2 separate regions of the Rattus norvegicus genome follow, and region 1 is linked to region 2. The links are chromatin contacts, called in public Hi-C maps. All regions are on one chromosome and are shown on one strand. The core of a region is the stretch at or near the end of the contact, and the rest is flanking DNA. Distances in the headings are between cores, read along the strand shown. Region 1 overlaps Camk2a (calcium/calmodulin-dependent protein kinase II alpha). Region 2 holds the start of Tcof1 (treacle ribosome biogenesis factor 1).

The links. Hi-C and Micro-C count contacts between places; a contact is called where the count stands out from the background.
Region 1: a Hi-C map of liver shows a contact between it and region 2, with 3 times the contacts expected there. The contact joins the enhancer-like site here to the promoter of Tcof1 in region 2. A contact is called at or near these places in 11 of 12 Hi-C or Micro-C datasets (the A7r5 cell line, the Rat2 cell line, Schwann cells and 6 more) and 1 of 1 datasets of contacts at active chromatin or transcription factors (oligodendrocytes).

What each region holds. Positions count from the first base shown.
Region 1 is chr18:56,699,528-56,702,227 of GRCr8, forward strand. It overlaps Camk2a (calcium/calmodulin-dependent protein kinase II alpha), which reads left to right. Exons shown (of 18, transcript NM_012920.1): 15 at 1,527-1,602. Among named protein-coding and RNA genes, the nearest start is that of Slc6a7, 37 kb to the right of the region's middle. Within about 2 kb of position 1,449, at least 41 of the 93 cell types and tissues checked have an H3K27ac peak or open chromatin away from gene starts, as enhancers often do. A contact at or near this core is called in the A7r5 cell line and liver, where this site is marked.
Region 2 is chr18:56,569,314-56,572,013 of GRCr8, forward strand. Tcof1 (treacle ribosome biogenesis factor 1) reads right to left here and starts at 1,414. Exons shown (of 26, transcript NM_001395127.1): 1 at 1,181-1,414. The coding sequence starts at 1,288.

The DNA of each region.
Region 1 (2,700 bases), core at 199-2,698, 130 kb after region 2:
AGCTGTGCACATTCATCTACTCGGTCCATAATGTAGCCTGCAGGGCCATGCCCGTTCCAGATCTCAGGGCCTCGCTTCTATTAGCCGGCACTGAAGTTTAGAGGTAGGTAGTGAGTTCCAAGCAGCTGTGTGGGGTTAGTCTTCTGAGAACGTGGGGTGTGAACATGTGGGCCGGAACACCAGGGTCCTGTGGAAAAAGCTCTGGGCTGTGAGTCAGACTGCACCGTATGTTTCATGTCCTTGGGAAACTATGACCCTCAATGGGCCTCTGTTTCCTCAGTCACTCAGAGAGGACAGCTTCTGGCCCGCTGTAAGTTCTTCCAGCCTGGATGCCCTCAGATTCCACCTCCTCTGGGCCCAAGATGAGTGTCTGAGGCAGCCTAGGTAGCTGGCAAGGAAAAGTCAGAGTCTCACCCAGGCTTTGTACCCCACCTGGTTCCTAGCGATGTTGAGACCCGGTGAGCCCAGTTCCTGGGTTTGGAAGAGAGCTGCCTCTGAAAGGAAGAAGGAAAGAGAACCTTCCAAAGCTTCTAAGGCAGCTTCTGTTCTGCTCCGCTGGGGCCCAGGATACCTGCTGAAGATTCCTTCATTACTGAGGACCCGGCTTCTCCTGTGTTGCCTAACTGCCAGGGTCTGGGAGGAGCTTGCAAGACGATCTTAAGTGGGGGCTGCCAGCAACGACACTGCTTGTCATGAGCACCCATGATGGGCCAGGCTTGGGGACACTGCTTCATGCTCATCACACTGTCCCACCCTCAGACCAGCTCTGGAGGAGGACACTTTTCTGACAAGCCAGTCAGTCTTGTGGCTCTCAGCCCCACAGCTTGTAAGGTCGCGGATTGGAATTTGGGTGATGATCTGTCTGGAATTCAAGCCTGAGTTCTTTGGGCTATTGTGTGGGTCTGATTTGATTCTTACCCCAGGTTTGGGGATGCCGAGGCTCAGGCCACACATCTAACAACTCTCTGCCAAGAAAAGCAGTTTCTTGTGTTTCTTTTCTGTGGCAGATGGGAGAATTCAGTTAACCCTAGATTCTAGACAGCTCTGCCTGAATCTTCATCACCCAAACACAGCAAAAACTACCCAGATGTAAAGGTTGACTTACTTTCCTTTGTAGTCCCATGTTTGCTGGTGTGGGAGCCCTGGTTTGAGATAGTCAGTAAATCAGGCAACATGTAACATGGCTTTGATTCACACAGCAAATCAAGGTAAATAGCAGAGACACATATTTTGGAGTCAAAACCTGGGTTCAAACAAGACCCGGAGTCTGAATGTCCACTATCTTTACCATTCGTAGCTCTTGGGACCACATTCCCCACCTCCCACCCCACACTGGGCCTCAGTCTCTTGTGTGAAACCAGGCTAATGATCTTTCTCTCTCAGGAACAAGGATGGGTGAGATCATCCGTATACAGTGTCAGGTCCCCGCAGAGCCTGCCTGGCACGAGTTGGGGACTCGGAAGCCAGTACTTGGTTCTTCATGACTGTCACTGTCATTATTGTTTGTGTCCCCTCCTACCTTACAGTGCGCAAACAGGAAATTATCAAAGTGACAGAGCAGCTGATCGAAGCCATAAGCAATGGAGACTTTGAATCCTACACGTGAGTTAGCCAGGCTCATTCTGCATGTGCTGCCTGGATTGGGTTCAGGGGCGCTAATCTGTGGGTTTCCGAGCCCACTCACTCTCTGCATGCAAATGAGATGGAGTCTTTTCTGTTCCGAGCTCGGGTCGGAGCAGCTCACGTCACTTCCTGTCACTCTTCCGGCTAGCCTGAGTCCTGGAGGAGCTCCAAGTAAAGCTGCTTTGCCTCTCCCCAAGAAATAAGGGTGGTCTGTACCCTAGCACGGGGAAGTGGGTAATTGAGGCCAGTCCTTCTCTATCCTACCCAGTCCTTCTCTATCCTGCCCAGTGGGTCTGAGTCTTTGCCGTGGGTCTTTGATCTCAACTGAGCAGGAGCAGGCAGGGACCCAGAGAGTGTACATCTTTAGTGATCAAGAGTGAGCAAGGTGGAACCCGCTCACTCTTAAACCCGCTGGGGGATAAGGCACAGTCTCGAACAGAATTAACTGTCCTCTGCTCACATACCTGCTCCAGCCCCTGGAGGCATGACTGTGTGCATAAGCTGGGCTTCAGCGCCCCCTAGTGGTGATCACACCTTTGCTGGTCTGGTCCAGAAGTAAGTCTCCCGCCTAGCCCAGAGAGAATGAATGGATGTTCTGGATGTAGGCCTACGCATTTTGACCAGCGCTAATTGGATCTGGACCTGGCAGTCCCACACATGCTTTTTTTTGGTGGGCAAAAGCGTCCAACCAAGACAGTGTGACCCTTGCCTGTGGGGTGAATGTGAGGTGGGAACAGCCTGACAGGCATGATCTCAGGGTGACTGAAGCTGCAGTTGTATGTTCTAAACACGGGAACTAAATTCAGTCACTGGAAAATCACTGGCTGTCTCTGGAGGAATAAGGTATATGAGAGGCACATGTGTAAGCCCAGGATGCACGGGTGTGTGTGCTGGAGGATATTAGGGTGTCTCATTAAAGAATGGGAGCTGACTGTTCACCAGTCTTTTGGGTAGACCTGGAAAAGCTAAGTCAGGTTGTTATCAAGTCAGAGTGATTCTGAAAAGCCACAGCCAGGAGCAAAGTAGTGATGTGGCCTTTCTTGCTGTCACAGGAAAACTCTCCCCCTCTGTAATGTT
Region 2 (2,700 bases), core at 164-2,663:
TTAATAGGCTGGCCTTGAACTCACAGAAACCAACCCTCCTTGGCCTCCAGAGTGTTGGGATTAAAGGCACAGGTCAAACCAGGGTGCCCCACCCCTCCCACCCCACTCCAGCTTAAGCTCTCTTTGTCTCTCTGTCTCTCTCTGAGACAGGATCTCACCATGCAGCCCTTGGCTGGTCTTAAACTCACTTTGTAGACCAGGCTATCTCTGAATTCAAGAGATCCGCCTGCCTCAATCTCTGGAGTGATGGGATTTTAAAGGCAGATGCCACCACACCTGGGGTCCTCCAGGTCAATATCCAGTTCACCAGTTACCACAGTTCTTCTGGGAAGACAACCCATAGGCCATTCCTGCCTATCGGCTTTGCCTCTATCTTTTTGGGAGACTCCATAGTCAAGCATTTCAAACTTCAGGCTCAGCAAACTTTCTGGAGGCTAGGACACTTGGAAGTCCCACTCCAACCTGGCATCTAAATACCCATCTCCCTCTAGATCTCAGATCAACTACTACATCCTCAGGGAAGCAGTCCTGGATATTCCCCGCCCAGGTTCTTCCACCCACGTTTCCGCACCTCGAATCTCTTGCTCTACAGCTTAATACAAAGTTAACTATACAGTCACTTTTGTGTTTCTTTTGTACTATCTACTAGGCTGTGAGGCGGGCAGAGGGGCCCCATTTCATCATCTGCACCTCAGTGCCAAATAAAAGTTGCCAAATGAATGAACTTTGAAGTTAGTGCACCACGGGTTCGAGTCTTGTCATAACCGAAGACAGCCAAGGGCCTGCACGCCCTGCATGCTAGATCATCAACTAAGGGGACCTTCGTCTCGGTGTTCCCAACAACAGTGGTGACAATCTGCTCCAGCTGGACTTCCAGGTGATGTCCCAGGGAAACTACATAGAGCCACGTGGCAAGATCCTAGGGAAACGTAAACCTGCCGCTACCGGGAACCCGGGCGGGAATTACAAAGCTGCGCTAGTCGGATCAGTTTCCGGCCCGCCCACTGCACCCATGGGGAAACTGAGCCTGGGAGGTGGCTGTAAGTCGCACGGAGTAGAGCAGAGTTTAATGTTCCTCCTGCTCCCTGGCCGACATCTCTGACTCGCGCTGGTTGGGTTTCCCGGGAGGGGCGCGGGCTACTGGCTCCCTTGATCTTGCACTGGGCCGTCTGACGCTTACCTGGCCGCTCTGCTCCTTAACTTCCCGCGCCGCGCGGACGTAGCCTGCTTGCAACAGATGATGGTAAATAAGGGGAAGCAGCTCCCGCCGCTTCCTGGCCTCGGCCATGCCAGAGATCCGGCCAGGCTATTCACGTGCACGCCCCCTCGCCCCCGCTAGCCGCTTCCCTCGCGCCCTAGAACCTCATGTCCCTCACTTCCGGCCTCGCGTCACCGGGCCGCGCGGCGCGCTGGGAAATGTAGTCTTGCCGCTGGAATGGGCTATCCGGTCCAAGAGGGCTGAGCCATGGAGGTTAACCAGCTCTGCCATTGGCTCGAAGGCGTGTCCTGATCTGGATCCGCCCTCTGGGCGGCCATGATTTTAAAAAAAGAAAAAAAGGTCTCCTGCATCTAAATTCTGATTTACACTTTGAAAAGATTTGATGCCTGTGGCGCCTTTATTCATTTTTGAACTTCCTGATTACTGGCCCCTGCTTCCGATTACTTATTTCACAGTGTTTAGGTCCCACGAATAAGGCTTGAGTTGTCACTGGTGTATTGAATCTCTAAACAAACCCTTACCTGAGCTAGGACAGCACCTAGCTAGGCTTGGGGCATATAAAGAGAAACAAAGCAAGCAGTTGACTCAAAAATCACCCAGGTGGGAGACACAGCAGACAACCTAGCAGTTACAGTTCAGATGTCTGGTGCACTTTGTTGAGAGAAGACAGAGCTCAGGGAAGCATGGAGGAAGGGCACCTATCCCCCAAGAGACATTTAAAATTAGCCTCAAAGACAGCAGAGACGTTTAAGCACTGTGGAGAGGCCAGGCTGGAGGTGCTCTATGAGTCAGAATGTGAAAATTACTTTGGTATTTGGTAAGGGAACCCCAAACAACCCTGTACTGCTAGGCTGTACAGTTGGAAAGATGAAAGTCCAAAATATAGAAAAAAAAATCCCGATGTAGGCTACTGTGTTTATTGAGGGGTACAGTGACCAGGAGAGAATGGGAGTGGCCTGGGACTATTTGAGGCACCTGTTCCTCAAGGACTGGTTGGGAATATGCTGACAGCTTTCACTACGAATTTGGGTCAACACACATGTCCACTGAAGTTTAGGACCCACATAAGCACATATGATAATTAAATCCTTAGTGGTGACTGGACTTTAGAATTACCTAAGAGCTACTCCTGTGGGTGTGTCTGAGTAGGGAGTGCCTGCATTCTTCTTTCACTGTTTCCTGGCCTGCTGATGCGTAACCAATATTCCTGCCATCCTATCTTTCCTTCTGTCATGGCCTGTGAACTGTGAGCCATAGTTAATCTTTCTAATGTAAGTTGCTTCTTGTGATATCTGGCCACAGGGACAAGAAAAGTGACATTCACATTCTAGGGAGAAGCACACAGGACCAGGTGACAGGAGCAGGTGGCATGTGCTGTGTGAGGACACGGGAGACTAATCTACATTCAGACATCAGGCAGATTTGTATTGAATGCCTACTACTGGAGACCACACGGTCTGTACGCCCGCAGCGCTTCCCAG